Regions from separate parts of the Sus scrofa genome. Here all the other regions are linked to region 1. Evidence: chromatin contacts called from public HiChIP or PLAC-seq data. All regions are on one chromosome and are shown on one strand. The core of a region is the stretch at or near the end of the contact, and the rest is flanking DNA. Distances in the headings are between cores, read along the strand shown.

What was found. HiChIP or PLAC-seq counts read pairs in DNA pulled down with a chosen protein or histone mark.
Region 2: a contact with region 1 is called in an H3K27ac HiChIP or PLAC-seq map of alveolar macrophages. The contact joins the promoter of FAM214A here to the promoter of GNB5 in region 1. A contact is called at or near these places in 1 of 5 promoter capture datasets (liver) and 1 of 2 datasets of contacts at active chromatin or transcription factors (alveolar macrophages).
Region 3: an H3K27ac HiChIP or PLAC-seq map of alveolar macrophages shows a contact between it and region 1. The contact joins the enhancer-like site here to the promoter of GNB5 in region 1. A contact is called at or near these places in 8 of 47 Hi-C or Micro-C datasets (embryonic fibroblasts, heart right ventricle, liver and 4 more) and 2 of 2 datasets of contacts at active chromatin or transcription factors (alveolar macrophages and skeletal muscle).
Region 4: a contact with region 1 is called in an H3K27ac HiChIP or PLAC-seq map of alveolar macrophages. The contact joins the promoter of DMXL2 here to the promoter of GNB5 in region 1. A contact is called at or near these places in 1 of 5 promoter capture datasets (liver) and 2 of 2 datasets of contacts at active chromatin or transcription factors (alveolar macrophages and skeletal muscle).

The regions. Positions count from the first base shown.
Region 1 is chr1:119,542,567-119,549,357 of Sscrofa11.1, forward strand. GNB5 (guanine nucleotide-binding protein subunit beta-5) reads left to right here and starts at 2,816. Exons shown (of 11, transcript XM_001924730.4): 1 at 2,816-3,436. The coding sequence starts at 3,325.
Region 2 is chr1:118,989,971-118,997,488 of Sscrofa11.1, forward strand. FAM214A (protein FAM214A) reads left to right here and starts at 3,892. Exons shown (of 13, transcript XM_021095179.1): 1 at 3,892-4,005.
Region 3 is chr1:118,966,026-118,972,907 of Sscrofa11.1, forward strand. No RefSeq gene overlaps it. Among named protein-coding and RNA genes, the nearest start is that of FAM214A, 24 kb to the right of the region's middle. Within about 2 kb of position 4,211, at least 28 of the 83 cell types and tissues checked have an H3K27ac peak or open chromatin away from gene starts, as enhancers often do. A contact at or near this core is called in alveolar macrophages, liver, mesenteric adipose tissue and 1 more, where this site is marked.
Region 4 is chr1:120,136,793-120,144,633 of Sscrofa11.1, forward strand. It overlaps DMXL2 (dmX-like protein 2), which reads left to right and starts at 1,457. Exons shown (of 42, transcript XM_021095456.1): 1 at 1,457-1,696. The coding sequence starts at 1,610.

The sequences.
Region 1 (6,791 bases), core at 1,566-4,065:
TTTTCAGCTTCACCCTAAGTAAAAGATGTGTGATCAGACCTTTCTAGTTAATGTATTTGGCTCCTGTGACAAATGTTTCAAACAACGGGCTCTAAGACCAGTTTTCAAGAAATCTCAACAGCTCAGCTATTGTTCAGTATGTGCAGAAATTGTAAGTACTACTTTTTAAAAATTTAAGTTGTTACCTATCTTTAAACAATGTCTAATGTATGGATTTTGTGACAGATAAGTTACCATAGAATCAGTTAACATACACAGACATTTGCAGCACACCCAGGCTGAGTGAGAAAGTATAGTGTGGAGGTTTAGGATATGGACTCTGGACTCTGACATCCTGGGTTCAACTCCCAGTTATGTTCCTCGGGGGGCCTTGTGACAATGGATCTCACCTCTCCCAAGAGGTCTGTCTTCCCATCTGTAAAAACAAAGCAAAACAAAACATAAAACAATAACGGCATCTATCTCAGGGTTTGGGGAGGAACAAAAATAAGTTTATTTGGTAAAGTGTTACTTGATAAAGTCACAGCAGAGGAAGTACTCGATAAATGTTTTGGCTTATTATTTTTTTTTAGAGCTACTGCTTTTTTCTTCTGTCTTCTCCTAGTCTGTTTGGCAAGAAACCAAACTAAAAGGGACTCTGTTAAATAAACAAATAGCCTGGGAGCACCTTCCCAAAGGGAACAGCTTTGTCAAAGACAGAACCATACAGGACTCAGTCGTGAGCAAAATCAAGCTCAAGGAAGAGTGCTCCTTGGACCTAAGCCTTAAGCGAGAGTAGGGACTGAACACAAATCAGTCCTCACCAGAGATGGCTTTGCACAGGCTTCAGATCTTACAGTAGAAATGTCCACAGCATGGCTGAGGCTCTAGGAAGGAATCCTGTCTCAGAGGATTTGCAAATCTGTGAGCAGTGGTATGTCTGAGAGGAGCCCCCACCTGGTCACAAGTGGTAGAGCACTCTTTCCAACAAGCTCATCCAGATATTTGTCATTATCAACACAATTAAAAAACAAAAAAATCACAAACCAAAGGGAGGAAAGGTAACATTTATATCTTATCCAACTGAAGAGGAATGACCATATTCATCCTTCTGGTTCCACTCTAACCCCAGACAGTGATCACATTAAAAAAAAGATTATTCCTGTAAAGCAAATGGCAAGTAAGCAGCTTCAGGTAGTACACAGATTTTGGTACAGCCTAGAAATCCTGATGTCACAGGATTCAGGCTCAGTGTAACAGGCATCTACATATGTTCTAAACTTGGATCTGCAAATTGCAAACTGAGGACATCCAGTTCTTAAAATAAACCTGCTTTGTAATGGCTCTGCCATCCTAGAGCAATGTTATTTATTAATCCAGCTCTTCTCTTTTTAAACAACTTCCTCTATGGACAGAAGAAGCCCAGATTCCCAGATGTCAGGTCCTCTGCAGCTTCACAGATTCTTTCCAGGTCAGAACCCTGGATGGAGATGTTCCTTTGAGACTGTTGCCAGCACTTGATGCTGCACCACTGCAAGCACTTGATGCTCCCAAATACTTGGACAGATTCCTCTGGCTGCAGAAACATCCAAATGGCTGGCAGCTAAATTTTTAATCCAGGTGTTTGGAGTTTTGTAGACAGCCCCCAGTGGACACTTTTTATGCATGGTGGCAACCCTATAACTCCACCACTACTGATATGTAGATTCAACTTTTCTGACTTTCAGCTGTCTCACTTGTAAAAACAGTGAACACCAAAGTACAGAAAGGCACTTCACAAGCTTTGCCAGCCATTAAAAAAAGTTACATGGCCTTGTCTCTGGATGGCAAACTCTCCAGGTTGGAGGATATTTGGGGGTTATCTTAAACAGAGACTCTTCAGAGGATGGCACACACCAGTATGAAGCTCCACCCACCCCAGGTCCTCATAAACAGGCAGACCCTCAGGCAAGGCACACACATACCATGGTGGTCCACGGAGCACCAGCCTGAGGAGGTGATGAGAGGATGCTGCTTTTCCCAGGCCTTTTGAGATGACCCTTGTGAGAAGTGTCCCCCATGACCTAGTGTCTCATTTAAATTACTTCCTGTGAAATTGCTCAAGTGTACCAGGCAGCCTTAATAACCAGGAGCATATACTGTGTGCCATGCATCCCCTCTGAATGAAAACCCTCTGAGGAAGATGTTATCCCGATTTACAGAGGAGGAGCCTGAGACACAGAAAAGTCAAGTAAGCCGCTCAAGGCCACACAGCACAACCAGGATTTACTCACAGGCAGTCTGATCTAGACAAAGCCTGTGTGTTTAACTTTTTCTAAGAACTCTGAAACTGTTTCTAAGAGTGTGAGGCAGGCAAATCATTTAATCTTTTTCATTTATAAAATGGGGGTGATAATAGTGCCCATTCAGGGTGGCTATTGTGAGTTATTCACGTAAAGCACCTGAACAGTGCCTGCTATTATAAGGAATTGGAAAGAGCACATACTCTTTTTGCCACAAAGTCACTCATTTACTTCCTCGAGGGAATCGTAGCAACCCTTCATTGTAAGGTGAGGTGCTGCCTCAGAAGTGACCTGAGATCACTGGACACGGTGCTCAGAAGCCTTGAGTCTGGGCCCTGTGTGTCCCTGCCCCCAACACCACGTCCTCATGAGCCCCCAGGCCAGGGACTTAATTCACGGGTGAAAAAAGGAAAAGCAAAAGCAAGAAGGGGCAAAGACTCCAGAGCTTCTCAGAAGCCAGAATTAGCTTTATCTTTGTATATTTAAGCCAACAAAAAAGGAAAGTTTACGGTTTGTTGTAGGGGGAGCATCAGAGCTACCGAGGTTCAGACAGGGTACCAATGGTGAGAGCCAGGGCCCCTCGTCCTCTCCTCTCCCGTCCGCTCTCTGCCATACGAAGCCACTGGGCAGCGTCTAAAGTCCCAAGGAGAGGAGATCTGGGCGGCGAGTGAGGGAAAGGGGTGTTGGAAGGGCTGTGTTCCTGCGACTTCGCCAAACTCCCAAAGGCCGGGCAGTCCCTGGTTTAAATCCCAGCTTGGCCCTAAGTGCGCATCAAGCGAGCCTCTCCGGGGCAACGCGCAGGGGCGCGCGGCCGGGGACCCGGGGCGCGGAGGGAGCACAAGGGCCCGCTAGCGCGGCAGGCGAAGGTGAGGCGGGAGGGCGACCTGCCGCCGCCGCCGCCGCCCGGCTCGCAGCTGCCAGCGTCAGCGCGGGAGGGCGGGGCGCGCTCCGGGAGGCGGCTGGAGCTGCGCCGCTGGCGGCTCGGCGCCCGCTCGCCGCACGGGCCTCCGTCGCCCGCTAACTCGCATCCCGGTTTCCCTGCCCGCCGCGTCCCCGCGCGAAGATGGCAACCGACGGGCTGCATGAGAACGAGACGCTGGCGTCGCTCAAGAGCGAGGCCGAGAGCCTCAAGGGCAAACTGGAGGAGGAGCGGGCCAAGCTGCACGACGTGGAGCGTGAGTGCGGGCCGGGGCGGGGGCTGCGCGCCGAGGGGCGGGCGGAGGAAACAAGACTGGCTCCGGCTCCCTCGGGGGATGGGGAGTTGGTGAGGAAGAGGATGGAGGGTGGCGGCCTGGGCCCCGGGCTGGAGCCAGGCCCGCGCCATGGCCTGGATGAGGGCCCCAGTGCCGGAGCATCAGAATAGGCTTGGGTAGCGGCCCAGCGCTGGGACGCGCCGGTAGGGGGCTCGAGCCCGACCCTCGCAGGCCCTGGGCACCTCCTAGAGCCCCAGACCGCTAGCGGAGACCAGCCCGCCTGTGGGCAGGGGGAACCGGGTGGCAGCAGCCTCTGGCCGCTGCCCTCCTGCCAAGGATCGTAGGACCAGTTTCCGTCATCACCTGCCTGGAAGATGAAAACTGGTTGCATTCATGCCCTTCTCAAGCGGAACAGGGTGGAGGGGGTTTTCATTGGAGGCATGCACAGTGAGCCCTTGCGGACGCGGCCTAGGGTCAACTACTGTTTTGTTTTATAATCATTTGGCTTTCTCCGTCATTTCTCAGTTTTGCTTTTGCAAGAAACCAGACTCTGATTTAAAAGCTCACTTTTTCAATCTGCTCCCTCTCCTTGAGAATGGAGGGCCAGATAGGGAAAGAGAAACATTTAGTTCGTTTAAGGCTGTTTAAAAAGCTTTTGGATGGATGGATGTGGTGTGGTTGGCATAAAAAAGCAGTAGCAATCTTAAATAAATGTGCATTACTGACCAAGACCGTAATTCAGAACAGGCTCTGTGATTTTTTTATGAGTGAGCAATTAAATAGCCAGGTTACATGACTCGGTGGGATCAGCTTCCTTGTACTGTGTGGGGATGGTTCATCCTCAGCAGAGCTCTGGCTTAGGCCAGGTTTGGGGAGGGGGTGGCTTTATCTGCTTCCTTTTCAGCCCTGAAAGAGGCAGATCCCCTTTACTGAGCATGGCCTCCCTGTGGTGCCCTCAGTCACACTTATACATTATGTTTTTTGCTTTCCTGTTTGGTACCACCCCTCTATATTCTGTTTTGGAAAGAAAAATGGGGTTCATGCTAGGTCCTTTAGCACCTGATTCCTTTCTTTGAAAAATCACTTAATAGAAGCAGGTGACCTGAATCTCAAGTGTGCTGTGCTTTTATAGGAGACTCCTTTAAATAGGAGGCAGATTCAACCCCTATATCACTTAGAAATGTGTTCAGCTACAATTAGTTATAACCCCCAAGTAAAGTAGTTAGGAAAAAAATTTCCCAGCTTGCTTAACAAGAAACAAGGGTTAGCCATCACCAGCTTTGGTTCAGTTACCCAGTGTGCCATGAGGAACTTCTCTTTTCTCCACTGCCTGAGAGCACTGGCATTTGCCCCATGATTATAGTATAACTGCCACAGCGCCAAATATTACCTCTGCCTCCAGGACTGTAAGAAGAGGGAATGTGAGCACCTGCCTGTTTCTCCTGTTCAGAACCCCCCCCCCCATTAACCTCCTTTCTCCCTAACAGATTTGTTTGCACTCCACTGGCCAAAACTAGGTCACATGGCTACAGCAGAAGAGGCTGAGAAAGGGAGAAGTGAGCTGGGCACCCAACAAAGTAGGGAGTAGTAGGGAATGGATAATGGGTCTGCCCCATTTCCCTTTGCAAACCCCTACCCTCTGAAGACAATAATGCCTATACTGCAAGCATGGTCTTGAGGTAGCTTCTCTGATTTGTCCATTTTACAGATGAGGAAACTGAAGCAACAGAGGTGAAAGGACTTGGTGAAGGATCCCAGCTAGGAAGTAGTGGAACAAGGATTCCAGCCCCGCCAGCCAGAGCTCCAGCCCAGCCTCACTTCACCTTTTTTGCCAAACCCCTTAGTGCTCAAGGCAGAGGGCCTTCTCCAGAAAAATCTCTTACTCAACAGTATAGGCTGCCCATTAGGATATTTTTCAGTCTTCTCTGTGAATTGGTAAATTGTCTTAAGGCAGAAAGATAGTCAAGGCACAGCTTTTCAACAGGGAACACTTGTCCTGCCGAGAGTGCAGGGACCTCAGAGGCCAGGGCCAAAATTTGAACCCACAGTGAAAGGATTTATCCCCACCTGCATATGCCAGAATTTTTTCATTTGGAAAGATCAGAAGTCATGTGATCATGGTCCTCTTTATTCCCTCTTCATCTTCCAGACTGCTTCTCTTCCACTCCCTTGTAAAGCCCTTGCTCCTTTGAGGCTCTGACCATTCAACTGACCTCCCTCCTCTCCCCTCCACGCTGCTGACTTCTGACTCCCTAGCCAGGCTCCCTCATTTCTTAAGGACTTGGGCACACGGCCTGAGCCTTCCTTTTGACCCTAAGCCCTGTCCCATCTCTGATGTCTTCATGGTCCAAAAGGGTGAGCTTCTTAAGACCCTGGCCTGTGGCTCCATCACAGCCCTGGGATCTGGCCAGCACTCAGCACTGCTCCTTATCCTCTGACCGAAGTCTCCCATGGGGACCTCCACCATCTCGGATCACGGGGCTTGTCTCTCTTCCAGCCTCTCAGCCTCTTCCTGAGTGCGTGCCTTTTTACATTTTGGTGGTGTTATGTCACAGGTGTAGCTCCTATCCTGGTTGGACAAACCTCTGTAGGCTATAAGCTAAGGTGACCAAGTCATCCTGGTGCACCTGGGACTCTCAGTCTTAAAAGCCTTGCATTGCTGGGTCCCTCCATCCTAGGCGGTTGGTTAGCCTTCTCTTGGCTCTGACTTGCCCAGATTCTTGCCTTAAAGTCACCATGACAAAATTACAGAGCATGAACTTGGAGGAAAGTGAAGTTAACTGAACTCTGGACTCTCATGTCTTCAGTGCCTAACCCTTTGGATCCTCAGACCAGTGTCCATTCTGCTGGACCCTAATCCCCTAGTCAGTTTCTGGGTCAACATTAGGTAGTGGCTTTTATGGGTGGCCTAAGGGGAAGCCAGCCCACATCAGACTCCCAGCCCTGTGCCGCTTCCCTGCCTTTCCCTTTCCTTCTCCAGGGCTTCCTTCTTCCCATGTTTCTCCTCATCACCTTCTGCTAACCTTCCACCATGAGTAGGTGCTCCCTGCTTGCTTCTCGGGCATTTTAGAACTGTGAGGTGACAGATCATATTAGTTTCCTATTGCTGTTGTACAAATCTCCACAAACGTGGTGGCTTAAAATAACGTAAATTTATTCTGTGACACTTCTGGAGGGCAGAAATCTAAAGTGGGTCGGGAGGGCTGCCTTCTTCCTGGAGGCTTCATGGGAGAGTCCATTCCTTGCCTTTTCCAGCTTCTAGCGGTTGCCTGCTTTCCTTGGCTCATGGCCCCACATCACTCCAACCTCATCTCTGTCATCATATCTCTTTCTTTGA
Region 2 (7,518 bases), core at 2,642-5,141, 550 kb before region 1:
CATGAGCAGAGGGCAAGTAAACCAGTCCACCCACTGTATTTGCATAAGCCTCTATGCAATACTTTACCTCATTTGACCCCATCAGGCACCTCGGGGACTGTATCAGTCCCACTTGGAGATGAGAAAACAGGTTCAGAGAAGGTGAGTTAGTAAGTTGCCTAAAATCACACAGCTAATAAACGGCAGAGTCTCCTAAGCCCTGATTTCAAACTCTTGCTTGTAAGGGGCACAGGATCCAGACTTATTCTAAGACATACAGATACACATTTTATATTTGGAAAAAGTCCCTAGGAAGGTACATTTGGCTTCTAGTTCAGTTTGGCACCAACAGATGTTTCTTGGGGAAGCCAGCCAACAGAGGTAGGCCTCAGTTTCCATCTTTGAGATAAAGGAGTTAAAGCAGATAATCGCTAAGGTTTCTTCCTGCTCTGTGGTTCTTTTACAATCTATACCCCAGATTGCTTTTCACATTTGTGAAAGCAGCCCTGAAACTGAGGCGACATGGTTGTGTTATATTAATGTGTATCAAATGGCTCCAAGTGTCCTCCAGCCCCCCGGGTTAATCAGATCAGCTGGCACCAGTTTAATCAGAAGTTGAAAATGAACATGGGGGACAAAATGACAAACCAACAGTACTTTTTTTGTTGCTGTTTCCAAGCACTTTTAGGGACAAGATCACAGGGCCGTATTTCCACAGTGTACTAGCTCCAAGGGATATTAATAGGATCTCCTGGAAAAAAGAGTGTTTGCTCACTGTGTTACACAATGTCAAACAGGTTTCTTTTGTGGAGATCCTTTAATACTTTCTTAGATTATTAGTTATTGTTAGTTATTAATATCCAGAAAGAAGATTTCTCATCTCTGGGAACTAGTCCTCAGAACAGAGTTTTGGAAAATATCTCTCTCAAGCATTTGGGATCTACAGATTTTTTTCCAGCACCTCAGAATTTATCCCCAAAGCAAAGTATAGTTTTTGCTGACAGCTGTACATACTAAATGTGATATAAGATGATGAGGCTATTTGTTTGTTTTCTGAGTAAACTAAATGCAGGAATTTACCTGTCTATGCAGCAGTTCTTTAAGTACTCCCTGGGATACGATATCTTTTTTTTTTTTTTTTTTTTTGGTCTTTTTGTCATTTCTAGGGCCGCTCCCATGGCATATGGAGGTTCCCAGGCTAGGGGTCGAATCGGAGCTGTAGCCCCAGGCCTACACCAGAGCCACAGCAACGCAGGATCCGAGCCGTGTCTGCAACCTACACCACAGCTCACGGCAACGCCGGATCGTTAACCGTTAACCCACTGAGCAAGGGCAGGGACCGAACCCGCAACCTCATGGTTCCTAGTCGGATTCGTTAACCACTGCGCCACGACGGGAACTCCGGATACGATATCTTAATGCAACAACCAACAAAACCCACCATGGTCACCGGTTGTTTTAAAAATTGCTGGTTGTTTTAAAAATTCAAGAAGTGGTCCCCCTTTTTTTTTTTTTCTTTTTCTTTTTCGGGCTGTACCTATGGCATATAGAAGTTCCCAGGCTAGGGGTTAAATTAGAGCTGCAGCTGCCGGCCTATGCCACAGCCGTAGCAATGCTGGATCTGAGTTGCCTCTGTGACCTATGCCACAGTGCCAGATCCTTAACCCACTGAACAAGGCCAGGGATCAAACCTACATCCTCTTGGATACTAGTTAGATTCTTAACCCACTGAGCCACATGGGGAACTCCCAAAACTGGTCTTTTGAACATGAATTCTGGACAGAATGTGATGCGCAGAAGGAAATTATTTATTATTATTTATAGTCATATTCATTTTTGAATCTAAAAACAGCTTCATTCTTCAATATTTTTTGTCAAACCTAACTCCTAATTACTTTGAGCTATCTTTGCTTTGTTTGTCTTTTTAGTGCTGCACGCACGGCTTATGGAGGTTCCCAGGCTAGGGGTTGAATCGGAGCTGTAGCTGCTGGCCTATGCCACAGCAACAGCAATACCAGATCTGAGCTGCACCTTTGACCTACACCACACCTCACAGCAATGCTGGATCTTTAACCCACTGAGCAAGTCCAGGGATTGAACCTGCATCCTTATGAATATTAGATATGTTTCCACTGAGCCATGACAGGAACTCCGAGCTATTTTTGAGGTCAAATCCACCACTGTGGCAGATTGTATGTTCCAAAGACACCTACAATAATCCCATCCCACATGCTTTTCTTGCCATGGGACCTTGAGCTGGATCATAAAAATGCTGTGTACTTCTGCCTTGATCTCTAGAGAAAAACATGCCCCTGCAGAGACCACGCCGAGAGGACACGTGAGGCGTGCCTAGCCAATGGCCCACATCAACTGCCAGACATGTGAGTGACAATGTTTCCATTTGATTCCAACCTTCAGCCATTGAATCACCTAGGCCTTCTTCCCAGCTGAAGACAGAATCACAAAGTCGAACTGTCCTGTCTACCCAGTCAGAATCCCTAACCCACAGAATCCATAAGTATAATAAAATTGGCATCTCAGATGTAACCAACACAGATCAAATATATGCAGAAAAAAATTCCATAGAATTCCAAAAAGCAAAACTTGAATTTGCCCCATGGTGGCAACTATTTACATGGTATTTACATTGTTGTAGGTATTATAAGTAATATAGAGATGATTTAAAGTATACAGAGGATGTGTGTAGGTTATATGCAAGTACTGTGCCACATTATATGAGACTTGAGCATCCATGGATTTTGGTATCCTCAATTCAACCCCTTTGGATAATGAGGGACAACTCTATTTTAGGTATCTAAGTTTCAGGGTGGTTTGTTAGGCAGTAACAGTAACTAAATAATTCCCAATGGATAAAATTTGTTCCTGCTGAGGAAATTCAAGAGAACATACTAAAAAACTTTTACTTTATAAATCTTTAGCATTTGATATTTATAATCTTATCATCTTGGATCCCTTTGTATTGAAGATTTTTGGACTGGTACTCATATCACCAGCATTTTAGCATTTGAATTTCCCCAAATTATAGTTCATTTAACAGAACACTTCCAGGGGGAATACTAAAACTCTTAGCATGTCCCAGTCAATGTCTAGAAGCAGGGCTCATAAATCAAAAAACTTCAGGGGCCTGACAGGTAAAAGAAATGAGCAAGGGGAGATATGGGAGCCTGGGGGAAACTAGAGGGTTCCAACAAAATTATTGGTTGTGACTTCTCCTAAAGGAGAAAGTGCAAAGGTCCTGAGGCAGAACTTGTTTGGCTTGTTTAAGGGGTATGGTACCTTGAGAACATGGTATAGCTGGAGCATAGTGGAAGATGGTCACAGGGTAGAGGATAAAGCTGAGATGCTGGCAGGGGCAGAGGAGGGAGAATCTTTTTGTAGGTCGTAAAAGAGATTATTGATTTTAGGAGCTGCAGGATAGCAAGCTGTTAACTAAAGTCAAAGGATCTTATGGGCCCAGGCCTGTCCCTCATGGACCTAAAATAACGTATAGAAACACTTACAACAGGAACAGAAACTTTGCTAGTTACAGCTGCAATCTCCCAGATGCTAACTCTCACACCAGGCCTCTGAACTTTAGGACACCTGACCTCGATGCTGCCTATCTTTGAGATCAGCTGTTAGCAATATAACTTCCTCACACTAGAAATTTGGAGTTCTGAGTTCTTGTGGAGCAGATATCAATGACAGAATTGTCATTATCATTATAGCAATAAGACACATCCCGAGCTGCTTTCCTGTAGGTTGGAAGAATCAGACTGAAACAGTGGGAATTAGGCCTTAACCACAAAGCTATGTGGGGCTAGTAGGCTGTGACCATCTAAGAGCCAGAGCTCCCAGCTTCTCTGATGAACTTCCCTCTGGTTTCCCCTCCCACAGACTCCGCCCTCTGCCTATTTACATCTGAAGCAGGCACCTAGGCGGCTGTTACTCACTCCAGACGCCAAGATCCTCATCTTATCTTCTGTGGCAGGGAACACTCTGGCCTCTGTGAACAAGACCAAGTAGGTATGTGTCTGGAGAAAGTGGGGAGTGTGAACGGGGATGGGTGTAAACAGATTAGAGATGAGGAGCTGTGGGGGTGAAGCGGTTGAAGAGACTAGGCAAGATGAAGGGATTTGTAATCAATGAGATGAGTTATCTGAGCTATTCAAAGGAGATAAAGTGGAAATTGGGCGCAAATCTTTGGAAGGGTGGAAAGGATCTGAATATATTTTTTGTTAAAAGGGCAAAGGGAAAAATAATCTGTAACGTCGTTTTGTAATTTGTAGCTTAGTCCTTTTGGGGAGACAGCAGAATTTGAGCTTTGGGGCAAAGTTCCACAAATACGTGAAACTATTTTGTGAACTTCTCATTCAATAGTAACCACTCTACTACGTAAAGGCCAATAATTTTGCAATGATAGATGACCAGCAGGAGCCATGCAAGTTAATAAACACTGGGAAAAGGGGCTCTGGGCCAGTTACCGTGCCAAATGTGAAATTTCAAAATCGTCAATCATAGGATTTGGGAGCTAAAAGGGAATTTGACTCCCTCTAATCTAGAGCGGGCAAAACCAACCATACTTCCCTGGCTATGTTTTATATATGAAGGGGTTCAGGCAGGGCCTGCTGTGGCCATTGGCCCAGTCTTCATGACCTCTTAAGGTTCGCCTTGGATCAGCCAGCTTGAGGAACTGTGGTACCTGGTCAGGGCCCTGGAGGATTTGAGTCTGTGACCACTGGTCAGCCAAGAAACCTCATTTTACCAGACAGGAAGGGAGAAGTCTCTCATAACCTGTGAGTGAAACAATTAACTCCCCATGAACAATGGAGTGAATGAGGGGGTGAATGAGTTAAGGTAGGAGGCTCGAGGAGAATTTGTTCAGGCCCGTTAGAATAGAAAAAAAAAAATTGTATAATTTTTGGCGTTCTCATCATGGCCCAGCAGAAACGAATCTGACTAGGAACCATGAGGTTTTTGGGTTCTATCCCTGGCCTCGCTCAGTGGGTTAAGGATCTGGCGTTGCCATGAGCTGTGGTGTAGGTCATAGACGCGGTTCGGATCTGGCTTTGCTGAAGGCTGGCGGCTACAGCTCTGATTCGACCCCTAGCTTGGGAACCTCCATATGCTGTGGGTTCGGCCCTAAAAAAAAAAAAAAAAAAAGGCAAAAAAGAAGTTTTACAATTTTAGATCGGTGCTGTATTATTTTTTTCCTAGAGCAGTTCAACAGAAACTCTCTTCAATTCCAACAATTTTATGAGGTAGATTTTACAAATAAAACTATTCCCACTTTACAGATTAAAAATGGAGGCAAAGTGCTTTAATTTAACACTGATATCTTGATTCACAAAATCCTCCAAAACCGGCAATGTGTTATAAAGTCCGTCTGATAAGCAGGCTTCATAAATCATGAAAGCAGGAAACTCAGCATCCTGCAGTTTAATAGCAGTGACTCCATCAAGTGTTTTTGTTCCTGGGACTCCTAGGATAAGCTTTCCAGCAAATTATAAAGGTAGTCAAGACCTCTCCTTTCCTCTTTTCCCCCTTCTCTTTACATCCCAGAAACTTCTTTTTCATTTTCTTAATACGTCTCTTTTCCAAAACAAGAAAATCTATTCCTAGTTTTTTCTTAGTCCTTTAAAATTGTGGATTGTACCGATTCATAAACTGATTACATTGTAGCATGAGTGCATTTCCATGTTTGTGCTACTCTGGCCAGTTATTTGCATTTGAAGACTTTATTGCTCTCAGTTTAAAGGATTAAGACTCCTGTGAGATGTTTACTTTGGGTGAAGGGTGGGAATCAGGAAGGGACTCTCACTCTCAAGTCTCTGAAACTGTACCTGATTTTCCTTTCAGAAACAGAATGAAAGTCCCCTTCCTCCCTTCTCTCCCTTTTCTGAGAAAGAAGAGTTGGGGCATGCGAATGACAGGAAAAGGTGCTGGTTGGAGAGTCATAGTTCCCCCAAAGCTGCTGAACAGGACCCCATCTTCACTGTGAGGGATTAACCTTTCCGCCTTTTTTTTTTTTCATGTTTCGCTTTCTCTTATTTACTACTGTCCTAAATTAATATTCACTAGAATTTTCCCAGAGTAACTATGCTTCTTTCTTTTTTTCTTTCTTTGTTCTTTCCCTCCCTCCTTCCTCAGCCACAGCAAATGATCTGAGCTGAGTCTTCGATTTACATAACAGCTCACGGCAACCTGGATCCTTAACCGATTGAGCAAGGCCAGGGATTGAACCTGAGTCCTCATGGATGCTAGTGGGGTTCGTTAACCGCTGAGCCACGACAGGAACTCCTACACTCCTTTCTTCAAGTTCTAGAAAACATCCTTAAGTCTCCTGTGGTTCCACTCTGTGCTGCCAAGGTTTCTGTGACAAAGAGATAGTGTAGATAAGGGACTAGGACTTTCCTGGCTATCCAAAGCACAACTGCTCTCAGGGGCTCATGTACCAAAGGCAATGAATTTAACAATAACCAATACACTTGTATTAAGCATTTATTTACTGAAACATTGTAAGCATAGTACAGAGAACTCCTGTGCACCCTATACCCAGATTCACCAGTTTTTTTAACATTTGCCACATTTGTTGTATCATTCTTTCTCTTCTTTCCCTCCTTCACGCAGCCCTGCTACTGCTTTACTATTTTTCTTTTTTTGAGCCATTGAGAACAGGTGGCAAATAGCATGCTCCTTCAGTGTGTATTTCCTAAGAACAGGGGTATTCTTTTACATAACCACAATATAGTTGACACATTCCAGAAATTTAATATTGATAAAATAATTTTATTTAATATACAGTCTATATTCGAGTCTTGTCCATTGTCCAAATAATATTTCTCCCACCATATAAGATCTTATCATGTTTCTAGCCTCCTTTAATCTGGAATAGTTCCTCAGTCTGTTTTTTTTTTGTTTTTTTGTTTTTTTGTTTTTTGTCTTTTGTCTTTTTGTTGTTGTTGTTGCTATTTCTTGGGCCGCTCCCGCAGCATATGGAGGTTCCCAGGCTAGGGGTTGAATCGGAGCTGTAGCCGCCAGCCTACGCCAGAGCCACAGCAACTCGGGATCCGAGCCGCGTCTGCAACCTACACCACAGCTCACGGCAACACCGGATCGTTAACCCACTGAGCAAGGGCAGGGACCGAACCCACAACCTCATGGTTCCTAGTCGGATTCGTTAACCACTGCGCCACGACGGGAACTCCTAGTTCTTCCTTTTTAAAGTTATGGTAAAATATAATATACAATTTATCATCTTAACCATTTTTAAGTATATAATTTAGTAGTGTTACATACATTCACATTGTTGTGCAACCATCACCCTCATCCATCTCCATAAGTCTGTCATCTTATAAAACTGAAACCCAATAACTATTAAATAACAACACCCTTTTCTCCTCCCCTGAGTCCCTGGTAACCACCACTATACTCTGTCTTTATGATTTTTGTCTACTGTAGTTCCTCTTAGTGGAATCATATGGTATTTACTTTTTGTGACTAGCTTATTTAACTCAGCATAATATCATCAAGGTTGTT
Region 3 (6,882 bases), core at 2,961-5,460, 580 kb before region 1:
TAAAAATGAAATTAAGAAAAGAGTTCCATTTATATTAACATCAAAAAGAATAAAATACTTAGGAATAAATTTAACAAAAGTGCGAGACTTGTACATTGAAAACTGCAACTCATCATTGAAAGAAATTAAATATGATCTAATTAAAATATGATCTACAAATGGCAGAGCAGATAAGCACATGAAAATATTCTCAGCATCATTTAGTCATTAGGGAAAGGCAAATCTCACCTACAAAGAACTGTTATTTCATGCCCACTAGGATGGCTATAATAAAAAAAGACAATAACACGGAGTTCCTTCATGCCTGAGCGGGTTAAGGGAGCTCCCTGCTTGGTTAGTTTTGTATAGTGTTCTTCAGTTTGTCTAATACTTTCTCATGATTAGATTGAAGAAATATATTTTGGGTGGGGTATTTGATGTTATATGTTTTACTTACAGTGATGCTAATGTTGATCTCATAGTTGTCAGGTTTCTCTGCTATAAAGTTACTATTTTCCCCTTTGGGGAGATACTTTGAGATTTTTGCACACGTCCTATTTCTCCTCATTCTTTCACCTACTGATTTTAGCCTTCACCAGTTGTTGCCTACAACACTTATTACTGAGGCATTTCCTTAAAGGAAATTATCTATTTCCATCTCCCCCTCCATATATTTTAATTGGAATTCTACTATAGGGAAGGGTTGTCCTTTCCTCCCATTTATTTATTTATTCATTTTTGCCTTTATATTACTATGAAATCATGGATATTTATTTTATTATATGGATTATAATCCAATAATCTCATTATTTATTTTATAGTTTCCATTGTCCCACTTGAGGCCTTTGGGAGCTTTCATTAAGTCTGTTCTTGTGCCCTTCGACACGCCTCATTATTTAAAAAATAAACAATTATTGATATGTCACATAAAATTTATCCTTTTATATAATATAATTCAGTGGGGTTTTTTTTTGCATATTCACAGGGTTGTACAACCACCACCAGTATCTAATTTTAGAACATTTTTATCACCCCCCCCAAAGAAATCCCATACCCATTAGTAGTCACTGCCATTTCCCCTTTCCCCTGGGCCCTGGCAACCACTAACCCACTTTCTCTTTCTGTAGACTTACCTGTTCTGGACATTTTATATAAGTAGAATTATACAATATTTGGCCTTTTGTGTCTGGTTTTACCACTTAGTATACCATTTTTTAAGTCTGTCCATGTCATAGCATGTATCAATTCTTTTTATATCTGCATGCTGAATAACAGTTCAATATATGGACATACCACAGGTTGTTTATCCATTTATTCAGTTACTGAATATTTGGGTTCTTCCCACTTTTTGGCTGTTATGATTAATGCTACTATGAGCACTTGTGTAAAGGCTTTCGTGTGAACATATGTCTTCAGTTCTTCTGAATATATACCTACTAATAGAATTGCTGGATCAAATGGTAACTCTATGACTTACAGTTTGAGGAATTGCCAAATTGTTCTCTAAGGAGGGTGTCCTGGAGTTCCTGTTATGGCTCAACAAGTCAAGAACATGACATAGTCTCCATGAGGATGCAGGTTCAATCCCTGGCTTCGCTTAGTGGGGTTAAGGATCTGGCATTGCTGAAAGCTACGGTGTAGGCTATAAATGCTGCTCAGATCTGGTGTTGCTTTGGCTGTGGTGTAGACCGGCAGCTGCAGCTCTGATTCAACCCCTAGCATAGGAACTTCCATATGCTGCAGATACGGCCATATAAGGAAAAAATAAATAAACAAGTAAATAAAGTAAGGATAACAAACTCACCATATGCTAACATGAAACCAAAGTTAAAAAAATTAATTGAGCAGTATCTTCAAGAGAGTTAAGGTCAAGAAAGACTGAAGAATTTTCACTATTGGAGGATACTCAGGAGGCATGACAATGTGAGCTGGATTCTGGACAAGAAAAATATTAGTGGGAAAATACTCAAAATTCAATTGAGGTCTGTAGAGTAGCTTAAAGTATTGTATGAATGTTAATTTCCTGCTTTCAATAATTGCACTATGGTTATGTAAAATGTGTAAATTAGGGGCAGATGGGTAAAGGGTAAACAGAACCCCCTGTACTATTTGTGCAACTCTTCTCCGAGTCTAAAATTATTTCAACATAAAAACTTTTAAATATTTGATTTAAAAAACTATATCCAGATTCAATTTTCTTTGAAAGTAAATTGTGGGCCCCTTTGCTTTATAGGTTGCGAAAGGAATAATGTGAAAGGCAGCAAGCAGCCCAGTGATTTACAACAAAGCACCTTGTCTTGGAAATCCTAGGTTTTAACATTTTCCATGCCACAGTTCTTCCAGTGGGTGGCAGCACTTGACCAGTTTCTCATCAGCAAAACCCAGGAAGAAAGAGGAGATTGAGAAGAGGGAGGTGAAACAATGAGAAATTCTGCACATGGGGATAAAGGTGACATTGTCATTATTTAATGTACAGTCACTATAGGGTGATGCCATTTTTATGGGCACTTAAGTGATGAGGCATGGAGGAAAGAACTTGTAAACAGTGATGTAAGGCTTGGAGGCAAAATAACCTACCCCACCCTATCCCCACCCTTCTCCCACCACAGCCTAGGGCCTCAGGAAGGAGCACTGTTTCCACCAGGTGCCAATGCCACACTCTTGAAAGGATAACAATGGGTGACTTTTGTGAGACTTTTAAAGAATGATACAAAGAAGCTATAAATCATTAATAGTATAAAAGTTTAATAAAATAAGACTGTTATCTAATTTCTTATTGGTTTTTCTGAGAATGGGCAGCCTGGAAAGAACACTCATTTCTCTTTTTTTCTGCTGTCTTCTCTCCCAAACCCAAGAATTTCTCCCATGTAAGTCTAATACCTGACCTCAGTATCTCAGCCATCTTTGGTAGTTGCTGAAACCCAGTCCATCAGGAGATTTATTTAAAAGACCAGAGCCAGGAAGTTCCCGTCATGGCTCAGCAGTAATGAACCTGACTAGTATCCATGAGAATGCAGGTTTGATCCCTGACCTTTCTCAGTGGGTTAAGGATCCAGCGTTGCCATGAGCTGTGGTGTGGGTCACAGACGCAGCTTGGACCTGGTGTTGCTGTAGCTGTGGCATAGGCTGGCAGCTGTAGCTTTGATTAAACCCCTAGCCTGGGAACTTCCATATGCCTCGGATGCAGCATATGGAATATATGGCATATAAGACAAAAAATAAATAAAAATAAAAAATAAAAAACCATAGCCAGCAAGCATCAGAACTTCAAGCCAAGACTTTGAGGAGACCAAGTCCTCCCTCCACAGGGCAGAAACCTGTCCTAAGCCCCTGCCTTTTGTGAAGGAGTTGACTCCAGTGACAGGGAGGGGATGATTTCTGGCCCTGGGCACCAAGGATTCCACAGTGAAGCTGAGTTGTGCCAGCTAAGGTGAACCCTCCCCATAGTAGTTAAGACATAATATGTGTATTTTAATAATGTTATATTCTGGAGTTCCCTTATGGTGCGTTGTCACTGCCGTGGTTTGGGTTGCTGCTGTAGTGCCAGTTCAGTCCCTGGCCAGACATCCACAATGCCCCAGGCATAGCTAAAAACAAATAGAAAAACAAAAACAAAACTTGTGGTTACTGAAGGGGACAGGTGGGTTGAAAGATGGGTTGGGGGTTTGGGATTGGCATATGCACACTATTGTGTATTGAATGGATGGTCATTGGAGACCCACTGTATAGCACAGTGAACTTTACTCAATATTCTGGGATAACCTATATGAAAATGGCTATATGTATGTGTGTAACTGAATCACTTCTCTGTAAGGCAGAAATTAACACATTATAAATCAACTATACTTTAATAAAATTAAAATAAAAAGAATCATTTCCAATAGGAGCTGTTCTTGAGTTTCTGGTCCAGCCCCTGTGGGGGCCACTGAGGGCTGCTATCTCTGCGGACATCTCAAGGTCTAGTCCAAATCAGCCTTGAGGGAGCTGGAGGGCCCAGTACACAGGCGGCTCTTCTCCTCGGCTCCTCCTGAGAAAGGTCAGACATGATCCCATGGTCTGTCTGCTTTGGGTATACTGAAGTCCCACACAACTTGCCTTCCCTCCAACACTGAGTCCCCGAAGTTCACTTTTACCCAGAATACACTGAGGCCCAAAGCACAGGTTACAGTCCCAGACCTTTTGTGCTGCCTTGGAGCCTCTTGCCACATCTGCAGCTGAATGTGACAGGATGTGGGTAAGAGGGCCTGACGACTGTGATGCAAGAATCCCTGGCTTTACATAACACATGGTGCTCTGCTGACCATGCAAAACTTAATACAAGGACTCAACCCCCACAAAGAGGCAACTCAGGAAAGAGCCATGCATGGCTGCAAACACACCCCACTCTCAGTTGCCAAAACACTTGTTTTAACCAGAACGAAAATGAAAATATAGCCCAGCCCTGTTACCCTACCCTCATCTGGTAACCTTCATTTTAAGAACTCCAAGTTCTGGGAGAAACAAACAGAAAACACAGTTTGTTTTTTAACTTCAGTTGACATTAAAAAAAATTTTTTTAAACATAGAGTTGGTTTATAATGTTGTGCCAATTTCTGCTATACAGCAAAGTGACCCAGTTATACATATATATGCATTACTTTTCTTATATTACCTTCCATTAAGGGCTATCCCAAGACTTTTTTTTTTTTTTTTTTTTTTTTTTTTTTGCTGCCCTGTGGCATATGACAGATCCTGGACCAGGGGTAATATCCAAGCCAGAGCTGCAACCTACACCACAGCTATGGCAATGACGGATCCTTAACTCACTGCCCTGGCCCAGGATTGAACTGGTGCCTCCACAGAGAGAAAGCAGAATCATTAACCCACTGCACCACAGACTTTTTTTTTTTTTTTTAATCTTTTTGTCTTTTTAGCACCACACCCGGGGCATATGTAGGTTCCCAAGGTAGGGGTCCAATCGGAGCTGTAGTCACTGGCCTACACCACAGCCACAGCCAACTACGAGAGATCCCAGCCGTGTCTTTGACCCACACCCCAGCTCATGGCAATGCCGGATCCTTAACCCATTGAGCAAGGCAAGGGATCCAACATGCATCCTCATTAATGCTAGTCGGGTTTGTTAACCACTGAGCCAGGACTGGAACTCCCATAGACATCTTTTAAAAATAACTTTTTAGGAAGTTCCTGTTGTGGCACAGTGGAAACAAATCTGACTAGTATCCATGAGGATGTAGGTCCAATCTCTGGCCTCACTCAGTGGGTTAAGGATCTGGCGTTGGCATGAGCTGTGGTGTAGGTTGCAGACATGGCTTGAATCTGGCATTGCTGTGGCTGTGGCACAGGCCAATAGCTGCAGCTCAGATTCAACCCCTAGGCTGGGAACTTCCATAAGCCTAGTGTGTGGCCCCAAGAAGCAAAAAAAAAAAAAAAAAAACCCACAACTTTTATATAATCAGAAGAACAGTTTCACATTTAACCAAAAAAATTAAATTATGTAATTATTTTCCTTAATAGATAATTCCCAGTTAAAATTCAATTTCTCAGGAATCTGAAAAGTAATATATACATAAAAATAAATCACCACGTGCTAACACAACATTGTAAAGCAACTATACTTCAAATAAAATGATAAAATTAAAAAAATTAAATGTCCTTTGTAGTGGATTGTCTAAATTAGGATCCAGTAATAAGATCCCACATTGCACTTGCTTTTGTGTCCCTATTATCTTTTTTTTAATTGATCTTTTTTATCATTTATTTATATATATATTTTTTCTATTGTACAGCATGGTGACTCAGTTACACGTACATGCATACATTCTTTTTTCTCACATTATGTGTTCCATCATAATTGACTACACAGAGTTCCCAGTGCTACACACCAGGATCCCATTGCTAATCCATCCCGAAGGCAACATTCTGCACCTATTTACCCCAAGCTCCCAGTCCCTCCCACTCCCTCCCTTTCCCCCTTGGCAACCACAAGTCTGTTCTCCAAGTCCATGATTTTCTTTTCTGTGGAAAGGTTCATTTGTGCCCTATATTAGATTCCAGATATAAGTGATATCATATGGTATTTGTCTTTCTCTTTCTGAATTACTTCACTCAGTATGAGAGTCTCTAGTTCCATCCATGTTGCTGCAAATGGCATTATGTCATTCTTTTTTATGGCTGAGTAGTATTCATTGTGTATATATACACCACATCTTCTTTATCCAATCATCTATCTGTAGACATTTAGGTTGATTCCATGTCTTGGTTATTGTGAATAGTGCTGCAATGAACATGCGGGTGTATGTGTCTTTTTTAATTAGAGTTTTGTCTGGATATATGCCTATTGTCTTTTGATCTACGGCGTTCCATTTTCTCTGCTACTGACTGACTGGAGCCTGGGGTCAGGTGACCTGAAGAAAGCCTGCCTCCTTGGTGTGTCTGATGACTTCCTCTGGTTGTAGTTTGGCTTGTTTGTTCATCCCTTGACTTTCCTGTAACCTGGAAGTTATATCTAAAAGTTAGAGATTCAGGTTAAACCTGAGTCCATATGTATTTTTATAACGTGCATAGAAAAGCTGAATGGGAAAAATGACAACCATATATTCATAATGTATCATACATATATCAGCTGGTACTGCTCAATTAAGGCACATTTATCTTAATCTCATGAATCACAAAACCTACTTACTTAACCAGTTAATTTTATGGATGGGAGTCTCCTTATAATTCTATCTTTAAAATCTTGAAAGTCAGAAATGTGTGGTCTAAAATGGCATAGAAGAAATTGACATAAAAGAACTCAAGAAACACCCCTGCTTTCTCTTGAGAAATGAATCTGTTTCCAGTTTTTGACTCACAGTCCTACCCTGACCCCACTCCTGGTTCTGGTCCCCATCCAGCCCCGTCTAC
Region 4 (7,841 bases), core at 207-2,706, 590 kb after region 1:
TTGCCCTTCACAGTGATACCAGTCACCTTCCCAAGGCAACTGATTCTATGTACTTCTGCTCAGAAACATCTGATGGATCCCCACTGCAGGCAGAATGAACTCTTAGATTCTTAGTAGAGTATTCAAGACTACCTGTTCAGGCTGGCCACAAGCTATCTCTTAGATACATTTATCTCCTGTTAATTACCATTTCCTTTCCCCACCCTGCAAATCTTCAGCCTTAAACATTAATGTAATCTTTGCTCCTCTAACACATCCTGTCATTTTACATTTCTAAGCCTTAACTTAGGCTATTTCCTCTATTTGAAGGCAGTTTTTCTTCTTCATCTCAGCCTGCCAAAATTGGACTCAGCGTTTTGTCAGCCTCTCCGTAACACTTTACCCATCACTTTGGTCAAACGTATTCTTCCTTTTCTGTGGTTGCATAGACTTTTGTGTCTCATTCCTAAGACTGAGACACAAAATCCTCTGGCCTTCTGCCTGGTTTTAGAGACAGTTGCACCTTGGTTCTTTCTACTTCCTGCCCCAGTGACTTAATCACACATGGTATAGACTCAAAACCTTGTGACAAATTGAACTGGAGAAGAGATCTGGTCCGTGTTAGCAGACCTTCTGGCAAAATCACGCGATTCTGCAAGAATCTATGACACCACGCGTGAAAAAAGTCTAAAGGAGTTACTCGTTCCAGGGTGCTCTTTCGCTCTGTAGACCAACCGTGACAAAGGTGGGAACAAAGTAATTTGCTGTCAGGGAAGTATGGCTCCTCTAAACAGTTGCAAGATGCATTTACTATTTACATAAAATATCTTAAGCATTCTACTTTTAAAAAGCCCCAAGGGATCTAACGTCTCCTGAGATGGAATATCCGAGTGTCTTCCTGAGGTCAAGCACTGATCATCACGTAGTGTACTTGGTAATGCACTAAAGACTCAGCAAAACGGACTCTCGGTGCAACCCCAGAATGGGACTACAGCTCTGTGGGGAGTCGCCTCCGCCCGGGTGCCACCCACGAGACCGCCCCCAGCGGCCGCAGCCGGGAAGCTCCAGGGGAACTCCCGCACGTCTGCGCGCGCAATCCCGGGACAGGGATCCGCGCCGCACGCGCAATTGCCCTGGAAACCACTGCGCGCGCACGCGCAAACAAGGGGTCTGGGGAGAAAAACTGAGCTAAGGGTTTAGCAGCGGGGGGAGGGGCTTACCCTTCCATTCGACCGGCGCTCCCCTGAGGGTGAACGCGCGCACCGCCCAGCTCCCTCGGGCGGAGCGTCCCTTCCAGCACGCGCCCGGCTCGCGCGCTCCTCCGGGCCACCCCCCCCCCCCGCACCCTTGCCCTCCTCCCGCATTTGTGCGCCGGTGCAGCAGGCAGTGGGAGCATCCGGGCATTTCCGCAGCCGAGCGGCGGTCCAAGCGGGGCAGAGGCGTCGAAGGGCTCCCATGGCAGAGACAAGGCGGGGGGAAGGAGAGAGAGGGGCGAGGCCTTAAGCCGGAGCCGCGGCGGGGTGGGTCAGGAGGGAGGCGGAGCGGGAAGCACTCTCGCGGCCGGAGGAGGGCCGGGCGCAGGGCTCGCTGCGCCTCTCGCGCATTTCCCTGACCAGCCCGGGCTCCGGAGATGCATCTGCATCAGGTCCTCACCGGAGCTGTCAACCCTGGAGACAACTGCTACTCTGTGGGCAGCGTTGGGGATGTCCCCTTCACGGTGAGTGGTGTGCGGGAGCCTGAGGGGCAGAGACCCTCTGTCCCGGGCCCACGGCTCCCCGGGAGGTTGAGAGGTGGGTGTTGGTGGGCCCCACCCGCGTGCCTTTTGATTTGGGGGGCGGGCCGTGGGACCGTGAGTCCTGTGGCTGCTGTAGGAAATTACCCGTTAGGGGAAAGGATTAGGAATCCACCGCACTGCCCTCAGCAAATGGGCCCAGGGGGTGACTGGACTAGAAGGTTCCTCTCCCAGGATGGCCCTGGTTCTGCGGTAGAGGAAGGTGGTTGCAACCGCTGAAACCCCAGAGCGTCAGTTTCGTTACGCACCTGCTCTTGGCTTGCGGGTGAAGAGACTTGTCTGCGTGGAGGCGATGCTGCACCTGGCTCCCGCTGTGTTAGCGCAGCGAGGAGCCGCTGGAGCCTGTCGCTCTAAGCCCGACCCTTTCTATCTCCTGATATGCAGAATCTCCATTTCAACAAGGAAAAAAAAAAAAAAATCTGTTCTCTGCCCCCAAGAAATTTAGAATGAAACGGTTAGATTGACAGTGGCCTGGAGAGCTCTTAATTATCACGAGATCACGGTTTGGTAACCTTCCTAGATAATATGTTATTCTGTATGCACGGTAGGCTGGTCTGTTTGTTTTTAAGATAAGACAATGTGAACATTTTATGACGCTGTTTTTCTTGTTTGTGTGGCTGAAGTGTATGTAAACCATTATATGTTATAACCTCTTAAAAATCTAGATGTAGTAGACTTGTTTCTCACCGAGCTTGGATAGATTAGTCCTTTTGAGAATGGAGTGTTGTTGGTATAACCAATTCAAACCAAGCCCTAGGGCTTTTTTACCCATAGATAAACTCCCGTGGGTTAACATGAGTTTCTTTTTTGTATTAAATTTATATATGATCCATCTTAGGAGGAACTGTAGACAATGAGATAGCCATTAAGTACACATTATTATTAATGACTATTCTGCTTGATTAAATTGGAAATAGCATAATGATATGCTTTGTAGACAAGGGAAACACTTTGATCTGATGTCTGCTTTTCAGCAGCATGTTTTTAAAGCTGCAGAAATAAGAAAAGCTCCTGCAAAAGTGCAGAATCATTATGTAGCACAATGCATCCTGGAACAGAATTTATCTATCATTGTGATACACTAGAAATAAACTTATAAGATTGTTTTCTGGCTATTTTAATTTTAAATATAATCAACTTGGCTTTGTACCAGTTTAGGATGAACCCTTAAAAAATAAAATTTGCCTGACTTACATGGTTACACCTATCAGTGGTGTCATCTGTGTTTTGTGTACTTGTAACCTAAAAGATCCATATAGTATTGAGCTTGGGCTTCACATATTTAGACAGTTCTGGGGGCATAGAGAAATTTTTCTCTCCCCTAGTTGTGTGGGCAGGGAGAAAGTTCCCAAGGGTTATAAGAGCAGGCTTTTTCCATCAAGAAACGAATCCAAGATCTTGGCTTGTGGGGTATTGGCACACTACCGTGGTGGTAGTTTTCTGTTTCCATCTAAAGTGAAGTAGTGTCTCACTGTGAGGCTAGCATATAGAGCTAAACAGGTTCAGCTGCAGTCTGCAAAAGCGAGCGTGAGAACCATTAGTGGTGCGAAGGTGTGTTTCTGCTGTAGGCCTCCCGTGACCAAGTTTTTGGAATCATTTTCAAATCTTTTTTCCACTTCCCTCTTTCAACCTGTACCAAATCTATTTGACTCTCTGCATTGTCTATCAGATTTACTCCTTTTCGTGTCCTTAGTTACCACCTTATTGTAGAACCTTATTTGTATTACTTAATATTAAAAACTTTCAAACTGGAGAGTTCTTGCTGTGGCACAGTGGGTTAATGATCCGGCTTGTCTCTGTGAGGTTGCCGGTTCAATCCCCCAACCTAGTGGATTAAGGATCCAGCGATGCTGCAACTCTGGCGTAGGTCATAGATGCGGCTCAGGGTCAACCCCTAGTCTAGGAACGTATGCTGAGAGTACAGCCAAAACCAGAACAACAAACAAAAAGCTTTCAAACTGGTTTTCCTGATGTCTCTCATCATGTCAATTCATCCTCCACACAGCTGTGGGTATAATAATCTTTAAATACCATTTCATCATCTCATTCTTTTTTTTTTTTTTGGTCTTTTCAGGGCTGCATGTGCAGCACATGGAGTTTCCCAGGCTAGGGGTTGAATCTGAGCTGTAGCTGCTGGCCTACGCCAGAGCCACAGCAATGCAGGATCTGAGCCACATCTGTGACCTGCATCACAGTTGATGGCAATGTTGGATCCTTAACCCACTGAGCAAGGCCAGGGATCGAACCTGCAAGCTCGTGGTTCCTAGTTGGATTTGTTAACCACTGTGCCATGACGGGAACTCCCATTTCTTTTTTTAAAAAATAAATTTATTGGAGTATAGTTGACTTACAAAGTTGTGTAAGTCACCATTATCATTCTTGACTCAAGAATATGTAGTTATTCCTAATAGCTGTGTTGTGAAATTTAAACTTGTCAGATATTCTTATGCCATCTTTGACTTTATATTTGATCACATGTATTCCTCGTCTTGGCCCCTCTCCTATTGACATACTAGTTTTCTTACTCTAGCCCACATTTTTATGTTGCAACAAGAGAATCCTTGTTTTTTGTTTTCCCAAATAGGACTCAGAATTTACTTGGTTTAGGATGTCTGACTGTGACACTGATTATTTTGGCCCTTTGGCGTTTACAAACCTGTGTTGCACACTATCTTATTTTAATAACAGTTTTTGAGTGCAGTGATCTAGTTATAATTTTGCCTTGAACTAGAAATGACCTTTTGGACTCTATGAAGAACAGAGCTTCTCAAAGAAAAAAAAAAAAAAAAAGAGGGAGAAGCTGTTTTCAAGTATCGAGGAACCAGATAACAATTATTTGAATGCCTATGTTAGTAGAGTAAAAATGAAATTAAAGTAAAGCTCCTTTACGTAGAGCATGCCATTTGTTTTATATACCAATCAGATGAAAAACTTTAGTTCTGGATCAGATGACTAAGAAGGGGACCAGCCGGGACTGGAATGGAGATCTTGTGACTTCTCATCTGGTGGGCTTTTGTCTGTAGTATGTTTCTTTCCTGTCAGAGTGGTTGTTCTGAAGGGTGTGTGCGTATGTGTGGAAGGCCTTGATGTGGCCAGTGTGGAAGAAAGACTGTCTTGGACTAGCCAGTGATAACCTGAGGACCTTTTCAAAATAGGGTAGATCATTTATTCCAGAGTCTATAAACAACATTTTTTGAAAAAGAATTGTTCTCAAAGAATTTTGAAGTGTTTGTGACTTTGTAGTTGGAAACCACTCTGTTATATATGTTGCACTGTGCCAGGTGGGTGATGGGTGATAGTGGTGTCATCAGCTGGGCAGTGAAAGACTGCCTGTCTCTGTCGCCAAGGCATGATCTCTGCTGTGTTGACATGGTGGTGCGGTGTGTAGTGTACAATCCCAGTGATGTGTGTGCTTTTAGTTCCAGCATGTGTGCCATGATGGTTTTCACTTGTGTTTTGGCAGTAAACAGTTGTTTTTTTGTTGTTGTTGTTTGTTTTTTTCGTTTTTGTCTTTTTAGGGCCGTACTAGCGGCATATGGAGGTTCCCATGCTAGAGGTGAATTGGAGCTACAGCTGCCAGCGTACACCACAGCCACAGCAACATAGGACCCAAGCCGAGTCTTCGACCTACACCACAGCTCATGGCAACGCTGGATCCTTAACCCACTGAGTGAGGCCAGGGATCGAACCCATGTCCTCGTGGATACTAGTTTGTTAACCACTGAGCCATGACAGGAACTCCAAAGCAGTTTTTTTAAAACACTCAATTGGGACTTTATAAATATAGTTGTTAAATCATCTTTTGATCATTCTTTTTTTTTTCAGTGTAAGATCTAAGTTCTAGAAATATTGTTATCCTGCAGTAGTCCAAGGTTGATTATCTTCTACTGTATATGAGCTTTGTTGTACTTTATTTTGCCATTGAGACATTTCCAACTACCTCCTTATAGATGAGTGGATGTTTTAAGGCTTAATGCAACTGAGAATGTAAATTTCTCTTTGTTACTACTTTATGAAAATAGTCCTTAGTTTCTTTTACTTTACTTTTCTGTAAACATTAGAATATTAATTAAAATAATGATGGTACTGATGATTATTAATATAATTAAAATTTTTTTTACCATTTGGCCTTAAGGGGTACAGACTGTATTTTCAGACCTGTAGGAGCAGTTTTTGTTACTCCTTCTGACATGAATTCAACACATTGGTGAAAACTTACAAAAATCAGTAAGTCATTTCCATTCTTATAATATATTGACAGAGAAAAAATGATGTATAAAATGATATAATGATGTATATAATTATAGTGTAAGGCAGATGAAAGAGATCTCATGGAAGACATTTCATGGAAGATCAATACTTGGAAAGACAGTCGTATTAGACATTTCTGGATGGCAAGAACAACAGAAGCCAAGGAGTGGTGTCATTACTGGATGACTTCCTTCACAAAAGTGATTAAAAAAAAACATACACAGAACTTCTTTATTAAATGTTGAATGCCAGTATATGTTGAAAAATATAATTTGCAAACATTACCTGTACCTTTTTAGGAAAATATATCTGTATTCTGACATTTCTTTTTTTTTCTTTTTTGTTTGTTTTTTTTGCTTTCTTTTAGGGCTGCACCCAAGGCATATAGAGGTTCCCAGGCTAGGGGTCGAATCGGAGCTACAGCTGCTGGCCTACACCATAGATAGCCACAGCCATGCCAGTTCTGCACCGCATCTGTGACCCACACCACAGCTCATGGCAACACCGGATCCTTAACCTACTGAGAGAGGCCAGGGATCGAACCCAAAACCTCATGGTTCATAGATGGATTCATTTCCACTGTGCCACAGTAGGAACTCCTGTATTCTGACATTTCTTTTTTTTTTTTTTTTTGTCTTTTTAGCTATTTCTTGGGCCACTCCGGCGGCATATGGAGGTTCCCGTGCTAGGGGTCGAATCGGAGCTGTAGCCACCGGCCTACGCCAGAGCCACAGCAACGCGGGATCTGAGCCGCGTCTGCAACTTACACCACAGCTCATGGCAACGCCGGATCCTTAACCCACTGAGCAAGGGCAGGGACCGAACCCGAAACCTCGTGGTTCCTAGTCGAATTCATTAACCACTGCGCCACGATGGGAACTCCCTTGACATTTCTTGACTTGCATTGCTGTTTTTGTTTTTCCTAGTATTGAATAAAATGAATGGAAAAACATTTTTTTAAAGCTAGAAAATAATGTTATATGACCTCTTTTTCTGGCTTTCAATATGTTTTAATTCTACTACAGTATAACATTCTAGTTCTAGAATCATGGCAATACTGAACTTTGAAAATAATCAGCCTGCTTATACATTTAGTAAGTGTTTGTTGAACACATGAAAGTGTGTGGCTCTATGGAGATTAGAAAAAAACTATAGTCCTGATTTCATAGGCCAACTACTTATATGACCTTGGCTAAATGACTGAAACTTTTTAAGGTTTTTTTCATCTGTAAAAGGAGGTTCTTAAATTAAGTTCTCTTTAAGTATTTATACATTGGATGGCTTCATCTGGACTTCTTTAGAGATTTCCAAGGGGCAAAAGAGAAAATGGACTAGAAACATAAAGTGACTGTGGTGAGGTTATGGGTCTAGAGTCTCTGTATCAGTAGGTGCAAGTGGTCAGACTTCATAGTCAGTCCTTTCTAGCTCACGGATTAAGCCATGCAGAGTTTTTGTGAAGTAGTGTTTCTTCTTTGGTTCACAGTTGAGAAGGAGGCCCTTGTTTATTATAGTATCCTCAGTGTCTAGTATATGGTCCTGTCCCAGTGCAGTGTGGAGTGGGAGATGGGGCCAGGGTGATGGTGTTCAGGATCTCCACTGTCTAAATATATTAACTCCTTCACTTTTTGTTCTTTGCATTTTGGATATTTGAAAGATAACTTTATAGAGATAATACTCAGTGTCATAACTTGGATCTTGGGAAATTTTTAGAACAAATCAGTTTCAGTATTTAATCATCAAAAAGAGTATAAGAGGGAGTTCTCTGGTGGCCTAGTAGGTTAAGGATCTGGTGTTGAGACAGCTGTGGCTTGGGTCACTG